Linked DNA regions of Neogale vison: region 1 is linked to region 2. Evidence: chromatin contacts called from public Hi-C data. All regions are on one chromosome and are shown on one strand. Each heading gives the region's core, a stretch centred on a gene start, on an enhancer-like site or on the middle of the called end of the contact. The rest is flanking DNA. Distances are from core to core; before and after follow the strand shown.

Region 1 (5,011 bases), core at 600-3,099, 110 kb before region 2:
AGAGAGGAATCACAGGCCCAAATCCACTAAGTCCAGGAAGCTATAGAGAGATTCCTGATGAGACCTTAGGTCTCCTGGTGCTTCCTCCCATGCTCAGTAGTGTTCTTTTAATGTCTCTGTTTTCTGTTAAGAAGCAACATTCAGGACCTTCAATGATCCTATCTTCCTTACATGTACTAACTCATTGAATCCTTACAACAACCTCAGAAGGCTGATCTTTTTTTTTTTTTTTCAATTTATTTATTTTCAGAAAAACAGTATTCATTATTTTTTCACCACACCCAGTGCTCCATGCAAGCCGTGCCCTCTATAATACCCACCACCTGGTACCCCAACCTCCCACCCCCCCGCCACTTCAAACCCCTCAGACTGTTTTTCAGAGTAGAAGGCTGATCTTATTGTTAATCTCCATTTTATGGATAAAGGAAGTGAGAGAGAAGTTAAGTTACTTACTCAAGCCTCACTTCCAGCTAGCAGTAAAGCCTAGATGTGAGCCTGGGCTTGAAAGCCTGGGTCCTTAACCACACACACATACCGACCTTCCTAAAGTGAAAAAAAAAGTGTGTGGTGTCTCCTTCAGAGGAACCTACTTTCTAGAGGAGAAACAAAACCCCCAAGAGTGTGTAGTCACATGCTTCAGGCCCCAGGAGAGCGAGAGAGGGAGGGTTTAATTCTGCAAGGTGAGGAGTGAGAAAACTAGGACAGCTTCCTGGAGGAGGCGGCCTTTAGCCAGTTTCCAAAACTGGCTTGTTTTCCTCTAAGCTGCTGAGCGTAGGGGTATTCCCTACAGATAGAAGTATTCCCTACAGATAGAAGCATCTTTGCTGAGATAGACAGGTGGGAAGCGGCAGGTTTTCAGGGGCACCAGGGAGGCAGGAGGCCAGGACACCAGACATTAACTCAGTGTGTGAGAAGGACAAGTTACTTAACCTACAGAAACCTCAACTTCCTCTTCTGTAGAATGGGGATAATAATGCCTGCCTTGTGAAGCTGTTTGAATATTAAATGAGATCATGTGTATATACTTCTCAACCCAGTGTTGTTCCTCTTTCTTTATTTACCTATTATAAAACTATTTGCCTCCGTAAAAATTTTTAATTGAGCTTATTTTTTTGCACTTATGCTCACAGTGGCATTAGTAATAATCCTGAGTGGGTTATTAGTCATTCATAATAATAATATAATTAATGATAATGTTAATTGCCATTGATGGAGGGCATTAAGTACTTAATACGTATAATCTATATTTATCTAATCTACTCCTCCGAACCTATCTTAAAGATAAGTATCATTATCCCCATTTTTTCAGCGAGGTTAAGAAATTTACACAAAGGTCACCGGCTAGGAAGTAGCAGGACTGGTTTTCAGACCCAGGTCTGTCTGTCCAGAAAAATACCCAACAAACAGAGAATGCCCTGTGTTTTGAGTTCATGTTGGTCTTGGCAATGTCCCTCAGCCTCTTTCTCAGAAAGAAAACAAACATTCAAAGAGGTTTGCTAACGTGTTGGAACAAGAATGCCCTAGTGAGAGAGAGAAGGGGCCCGCTGAGGCAGGGAGATGCATCATATTTGGAGGGTGGGGTTGTGGGGGTGCCTCAGCCCCTTCTCCCCAAGCCCAGAGGTCCTGAAGAGAGCCTAGCTTGAGCTGGAACCTTGAGCTGCCCAGAAGTCCTGGCATCTTGGCAGGTCACTGTGTGCCTTCTCAGGCTTCAGGTGGTTCTGGGAAGCCAGGGGTGTCCTGCCCACCAGTGGAGACGCCAGGACTGCCAAGGAGGCTGCCTGCTGGTAAGCCAGCCCTTACCCCCCCCCCCCCCCCCCCCCCGTGGGTGGCTCCCAGGCAGCAGGGAGTTAATCTGCTATCTGTTGGGAAGGCTTCCAGAAACCTCCCCGCCTGTGTTTGCTCAAGGCTGGGCTCTTCAGAAACTGAAACCAGCAGGACACCAGGCCCAGCCAGCCCTCATGGGATCCTGCCTGGGTTTACCTTCTATGGGGAAGGATCAGAGGGCTGGGCGGAGCAGAGTCTGGAGCCTGGGCCGCCTGCGGATGTGGCAGGCCTGGCTGCCTTCGGCCTGAGGAGGCCCTAAAACCCCCGTCCACGCCTCCACCACCAGCCGGGACCTGCTCCAAGGCCTCAGAGAAGCACACGGGCAGACAAGCCAGGGTGGCTGGAATTCCGGGCCTGCCCCTCACCACCTCTGAAGTTCAATCACTGAACTTCAGTTTCAGTTTCTTTAGCTGTGAAATGGGGGTAAATAATGCCTGGCCTTTGGATTCAGTAACCTATGTGCAGTAAACTAACACATAAGAAACGCTTGGTTTATGTCCCCCGGTTGCTGTCCTTGTTACTATTATTGCCGTTGTTGTGCCAGTAGGTCGGGCAGCCTGCTTTGTGAGGTAGTAAGCTCCCATCGCTCAAGGAAGTCAAGCGCAAGTGGAAGGAGATGAGGAAAAAGACAAAAACAGGACAGGAAGGGATTCACGTGTGCCATACCCACATACTGACCTGGTCATTTCAGAATCACCTGGGAAACTCAAGCACCACCTCCAACCCACTGAATCAAAACCCCCAAAGGCAAGATTTTCCAAAAGTACAGTTTTATTTTATAAACCACTCATCTGGACCAATCATGTCTACATTTCTCACCTTCAAAAGACCCTAATGTTAAAAAACAAAACAAAACAAAAAAAACCCTAATGTTATTCCCTCCCGTCCTATCAATTAAAGAGTGTAAATCAGATTTGTTAAGTCATAATTAATTCATTTACTCACTACGTAAGTTATGGACCAAAGGCCCAGAGTTCATTCCACAAATAGTCATTCACTCAACAAATATTTAGTGTGTAACTACCATGTCCCAGGCCCACTGCTGTGTCCTGGGGGGATGGCGAAGGAGAGGGTGGACAAGAGCTCCGTCCATCCTCCTGCACCCTCCAACGCCCACCCCACCCCCCAATCCCCAGTGCTTCCCAGTCTGGCAAGGGAAAGCAGAAAATGGACAAGGATTCTAATACAGACATTGAAGCCAGGAAAATCCCACTGGGTAGAAGACACCCAATATTCCGACAGTAAAAAGATGTGGTTCCATCAATAGCAAATAATGTTGACATGTCATTATAGAGAAAGGTGGATGGCGGTCCTCAGCTGTGCGCACACATATGCGCCTGCGCACGGGGTGGCATGATTATTTTTATGAATCCCAAAAGGTCCAGGGTCCTTGACTCGAGAACGGCTAAGGTCTTCTGAGGAAAGGAAGACCCTTTGGACCTAATTCCTGCTTATGTGGCTTGTCTCATGGCCTGGCACACGCATGAGGAACTCCTGGCCAGTGGCCCCAAACTCTGAGCCGAGTCGCTGAGAGCGTGGGCTCTGAAGCCAGGCTGCCTAGGGTTGAATCCCAGCTTGATTCCTTAGCAGCTATGCGATCGTGGGCAAGGTACTGTGAGAGCACACGCACAGAGATGAGACCTCTGTGTGCCTGTGAATAACACCTGCTCACAGAGCTGTCGTGGGGATTACAGAGATGGTACTGAAAGCCGTGGTAGGTGGGCATCGATTAATGAGCGGCTATTATCCTATGCTACTTTTTGCCTTTGATGGTCTGTCTCTCTGCCTCAAGTACCCCCCTCCCTTTTTCCGTCTGGGGAGCACATAGTTGTTGGTGCCATGGCCCTCCTCTCTAGAGCCTTCCTTTCTTCCTTCAGCAGGCAGCGTGATGCTTTTTCATTTGGGTTCCTATAATTCTTTATAGGAACCTCCCAGGGCCCCTCTCACACTGTGACTGCATTCCTCATTGTCATTGAGGTCTTTTCCCTTCCTCTCTGGATTCTGGGTTTTGAAAAACAGGGGCTCCAAATGTATCTTTTTTTTTTTTTTTTTAAGGATTGTATTTATTTATTTGAGAGAGAGCAAGAATGAGAGAGAAAGAGAGAGAGAGAGAGAGAACACAAGCAGGGAGGGGCAGAGGAGAGAGAGAAGCAGGCTCCCCACTGAGCAGGGAGCCAATCCCAGGACCCTGGGATCATGACCGGACCAGAAGGCAGACACTTAACTGACTGAGGCCACATCTTTTCATCTCTAGGGACAAGACGGTCCCTGGGATAGAATAAACACTTGCCACTATCTGTTGAACTAACGAAGGGTGGACAAGGGCTGGACGGACGTGCCCAGGATCACAGAATTCTAATCTGCACTTGGGTTCTGTTGGGAAAAGTGCTTTCTTGCGCTTCTGGCTGCTCATCTGGAAAGCAGATCTGATAATAACAGTGCCTGTGTCTTGGGTTTGGGGGGATTAAACGAGGTGCATACAGGGCAACATTTGAGTATGAGCTCTAGAATCAGATTGTTTAAGTCCCAGCTCCACGACTCATAAGCTGCATGATGTGTGACACGTTTTTAACTGTGCTGTACCCAGAGAAGACAGATCTCAAACCAAAAAGAACGCATCGTCATTATGGGCCATTCAGAGAACTAAAGGAGACACTCTTTACAAAGTCACTGGTGCCTGGCATGGAGTAGGTTTTCAGTACATACATACTGGTTCCATCCCCCCCACTTTCTCCAACCCTGTAGGCCCTGGACTCTGAAAGCCCAAGACAGCTGTTCAAATGCCACATTTTGCTCTGAGTGACTAATGTCCCTTAAGCCGAGATTGGAAAGCCGACTCCAAAACTAAGCTCACATTCAAGCACTGAATGAGATGCAGGGAATGCGGCTGTCCCATTTATTTAATTAATAAGGAAACTTGGGGGGAAAGGAGCAATTTAAAATCAACAAGCATGCCAAGGAAATTAAAAAGCAAGAGCTAGCCCACAATTTCATATGTGGGTTTCAAATGTCATGGGAACGGTCTCTTATGTCAAGACAGGAATAATGGGATCATCCAAACCCAAGCTAATGTTTGACAAACTGTAACACCAACGACCGGCATTCTGTTTGGGGAGCAAGCAGTGTACCACACTGTAACAATTCTCAAATTGCCTATTGCTTTATCATAGCATTTTTGAATAAACTC
Region 2 (4,512 bases), core at 1,913-4,412:
GAGCAGAAAAGAGACTGCTAGAGTCATTAGTGTTGTTCTCCAAATAGTCCTGGCTCTCTCCCTTTAAGATACTCGGCAGAATTGCAGAGATTTAAAATTAGGCGGTAGCCACATGACTTGCTTTGACCAGTGATACCCAAGCAAAAACTCAGTGTGTCACTTTCAGGTGGATGCTTCGAGAGCTAGTGAATGCTCTGCTGCCTTGTCTCCTCCAGCCAAGAGAGTAATGAGAAGTACTTGTCAAGACGAAGCCTTCTTCAGTCCAAGTCCTCAAGTGTCCATGGTGAGCAGAACTCCCCTGCAGACCTTGAGCGGGGACATGTAGCATGAACAAGAAATAAACTTCCCCTGGGGTAAGCCACTGAGATGTCTGGCTTGTTCATTAGAGCAGCATAGCCCAGCCTGTCCTGACTAATCCTGGAAGTGACAGAGGAGGCAGGAGAGCAGAAGTGAGCGTAGGAAAGGAGCCCCCTCTCTTGAGCCAAGGTCTCTGAACTCTTTCCTGGTCATAAGGGAAAGCCATGAAGGTTTCCAAGCAGTGGTGTTAACATGAACAGATCTGCTATTTTTTTGGATAAAATATTCTATTTCTCAACATAAGAAGAAAATAAGCCTACTAAACCATATAAGGCAGAGAGAAACACACAGAACCCTTGGGCAAACGATGTGTGTATATATATACTTACACACACAAAGTCCTAAGTCTTAAAGTTTCCAAATACAGGAGCTCTGAAAGGAGTTCCAGAGGATCAGACATGGTAATTAGTTCTATCCCACCGTCCAAGTGCCATTCCCCTACAGACACCCAATACTTAACAAGAAAGTCTTCCAGAGCAGTATAGATCCAAGGGAATGGAACAAAGACCTGAGGTTAATTTCCAGCTGTGTGACCTAAGCAAGAGCCTTAACCTCTCTGAACCTAGTTCCTCATATGCTAGATCCAAATAAAAATAAACGTACCTAGAGATGGTTGTGAGGAGAAACAGCATATTTAAATAGCTCAGGTAAATGCCTGGCTGGTGGTAGGTGTTTAATACATGAAATTTATTTTTATTACCGTTAACATAAAAAATTATTAAGAACGTCAGCTCCGTGATTACAAAAGAAAATGATTCAGGGCAACAGAATAGAGAATGTTCCCTTCTCAAGGAAAATAACTGGGTCTTGTCATCACTCTATCCCCCTACCGCAGCTCAGTGCCTGGCTCACAGGAGCTGCTCAGTTTCCCTCTGCTGCAGGAGGGAAGGAGAGGTGAGTGCGTGGGGTGAAGAAAAGTTGTCAAGATTTCTGACACCAGCTGCTATTGGGCCCTTGAATCTGAACTCTCAAAGCCACAAATACCGTAAAGCTCTGGGCTATAAACCCAAGGCTGAATTCCCCCTAAGTTCAGAAGCTGAAAAGCCAAAATTAGAATCTGAGAACACAAATTGCAGCAAGTCTGACTTCAAACCCCAGTCCTCCACAGGAGGTCCGGGAAAGTGCTTACTTCTGACCCTTTCCTCCCTCACCTTCCTCTCCTCACCGCTCCTCACAGGGGTAAGGACACCTGGTTCAGCCAAGTCACACTCATATTCCGTCATTTCATCGAGGTTCTGGGAAACTCCGAAGGAGGGTAGAAAAGGGGTTTGTTCGGCGACCACCTCCTGGCCCTGGAGGCGACGATGTCCCACTAGCTCAGCCCAGTGTGTTGGGTCTCACCGGCCCCACTTGCAGACCTGAACGAATTCAAGAGAAGTTCGGCAATTAGGTCACTTCACACCGTGGCAGCGCTGGGCACGCGAGAACCCACGATCCCCAATTTGGATATTCCTTCCGCCATACACTTTTCTCCCTAAGGGCTGTGGGGTAGGAGGAGGAGAAAATAACCGCAGAAAAAGGAACCACTTATATGTGTCTAGCGCTTCCTAGAGGCTACCCAGGATATGGGCCCACCACCTGGCCCGGAGCGGAGAGATCTTAAATCCTGGTCACTACCCCTGACTCGCTGCGTGACTTTTTCCTGAGTTATCTGACGCTCTCGGACTTGTTTTCCTGTAAACAAATCAGGACGGGAGGTGTGTGGCGTGTGTGTGTGTGTGTGTGTGTGGGGTGTGTGTGTGTGTGTGTGTGTGTGTGCGCGCGCGCGCGCCCGCGCGTGTGTTTGTGAACTATGGTTGCATGTTGTGCGGGGGCGGGTAGCAGACGATCACCGGGGTTCCCCAAGTTTCGGATTCCCTAAACGCGCATTCACAACTGGAAGCTGAGTTGCCCCCTAATTCTACCCCCTATAGAAAAACTTCCCCATCAAGGCAAAACTGAGCCCGCGCACCCTTTCTCCCATGGTCTGGAGGGTGCAGTGGGGGTGCAACGCAGACTTCGCTGAGCACCGAGTTTCGAGCAATGCAAATCACTTGGCTTCTGGGCTCAGCCAAACAGCAGCGCGGACGATCGCTCGTGAACTTGACCAGGAGACAAACTTTGCAGCGTTCTCAACGTGGGGGGCCCGCTCTCCCGAGACCGCCCCTAAACTTAAGCCCACTTTCACTCGCCCCCACAGGGGACTTAACAGAGCCACCTTAAGGGCGGTGCTCCCGCCCCCCGGAAGTGCGGGGAGGGCACACACCCGAGCGAACAGCCTCCTGCCCCGCAAGGCGGCGAAGTGCCGGTGGATAATAGCGAGCACCCCAAGCGGGGAAATACCCCACACCCAGCGCTCTCAGCCCCAGACACCTGGCTCGGTTTCCGAGCCTTCCGGGTGCCTGAGTCCCCTGCATTCCCGCCCAAGCCCTGAACTTGAGCCCGCCTCGGTCGGAGGCTGCGAGAGCCCGCGTCCACCCGACTCGCTGTAGCCACCGTCACTAGACAGTCAAACCCCAAGACGTCAGCCCACAATGCACCGGGCGGGCCGGGAAAGACGCGCCGGGGAGGGGAGGGGAAAGAGCCCGGCGCGAATCGCGCGGGAGGGGGAGGGGGAGAGGAGGAGAAAGAAGGGCCCAACTGTAGGAGGGCAGCGGAGCATTACCTCATCCCGTGAGCCTCCGCGGGTCTAGAGAAGAATCTTCTAGGGTGGGGTCTCCATGGCGACGGGCGGGCCCGCCCCCTTGAGAGCGACGCGAGCCAATGGGAAGGCCTTGGGGTGACATCATGGGCTATTTTTAGGGGTTGACTGGTAGCAGATAAGTGTTGAGCTCGGGCTGGATAAGGGCTCAGAGTTGCACGGAGTGTGGCTGAACCACCAAGGCGGGAGTGGAGGTTCGCGGACTCAGGGAGACAGGCAGACACAGGCAGGCAAGGCGGCAGTGGTGTCCGAGCTGCAAATCCGGTTTTCTTTTCTGCTTTCTCACCAACTGCCCAGAGCTAGCGCCTGTGGCTCCGGGGCTGGTGTTTTGGGGAGCGTCCGGAGAGCCCCTTCTCCAGCCGCCCCCAGGAGAAGAGCCCCGCTGCCCGGGAGCTGCTGACAGCGCGGAGCGAGGCGGCAGTCCGTCCGGGGAAGTCCGGAGAGCGGCTGCAGCGGCCAAGAACTTTCCTGGCCAGGAGGACAGGGGACAAGTGGCCCGGGTCCCGGAGCGAACTTTTGCAAAGCTTTGCTGCGCGTGAAGCTGTGGCGGCGGCGGTGAAGACGAGAAGGCGGCGGAGAGAGGAGACCGAGGAGGGACGTGCGCTCAGCTTCTCTCGCACCGGTTGCTGAACTTGGGCGAGCGCGAGCCGCGGCTGCCAGGCGCCGCCTCCCCCTCGCAGCGGAGGAGGGGACAGTCGTCGGCGTTGGGGCGGCGGAGAGCCGCCGCCGGCCGGCCACAGCGGGATCGGCGCTGACTGCTGCCGCCGGGAAGGCCGCTGTCGCCGGGAAGCGCATTCGTCCGCCGGCTCCCAGGAACCGCTGCGCCCGAGAGCGCTTCGTGAGTGACCGCGACTTTTCAAAGCCGGGCTGCGCGCGCGAGCTGACAAGAGTGCGGGCGGCACCTGACCTCTGAGCGCCTGGGGAGCGAGCTGGTGAGCAGGGCGCAGGGGGGAGGACAGCCGGCGGGTGCGCGCGCCTCTCGAGAAACTTTCCTTGCCCAGGGCCCGGGGAGGCGCGGGTGCCCCCCGCTCGCCAGCGCGCTGTTGCGGCCCCGAAACTTCTGCGCGCAGCCCAAACTAACCCCACGTGAAGTGACGGACTGTTCTATGACTGCAAAGATGGAAACGACCTTCTACGACGATGCCCTGAATGCCTCGTTCCTCCAGTCTGAGAGCGGCGCCTACGGCTACAGTAACCCCAAGATCCTGAAACAGAGTATGACCCTGAACCTGGCCGACCCGGTGGGCAGCCTGAAGCCGCACCTCCGGGCCAAGAACTCGGACCTCCTCACCTCACCCGACGTGGGGCTGCTCAAGCTGGCCTCGCCCGAGCTGGAGCGCCTGATAATCCAGTCCAGCAACGGGCACATCACCACCACGCCGACCCCCACGCAGTTCTTGTGCCCTAAAAACGTGACAGACGAGCAGGAGGGCTTCGCCGAGGGTTTCGTGCGCGCCCTGGCCGAACTGCACAGC

The links. A called contact is a pair of places that touch in the nucleus more often than the background predicts.
Region 1: a contact with region 2 is called in a Hi-C map of fibroblasts, with 5 times the contacts expected there. The contact joins the enhancer-like site here to the promoter of JUN in region 2. A contact is called at or near these places in 2 of 3 Hi-C or Micro-C datasets (fibroblasts and muscle).

Annotation. Positions count from the first base shown.
Region 1 is chr2:48,063,634-48,068,644 of ASM_NN_V1, reverse strand. No RefSeq gene overlaps it. Among named protein-coding and RNA genes, the nearest start is that of JUN, 110 kb to the right of the region's middle. Within about 2 kb of position 1,849, the one cell type or tissue checked has open chromatin away from gene starts, as enhancers often do. A contact at or near this core is called in fibroblasts, where this site is marked.
Region 2 is chr2:47,951,561-47,956,072 of ASM_NN_V1, reverse strand. JUN (transcription factor AP-1) reads left to right here and starts at 3,162. Exons shown (of 1, transcript XM_044238339.1): 1 at 3,162-4,512. The coding sequence starts at 4,144. It overlaps LOC122900026 (a long non-coding RNA gene), which reads right to left and starts at 2,333. Exons shown (of 3, transcript XR_006383162.1): 1 at 2,309-2,333; 2 at 1,509-1,715.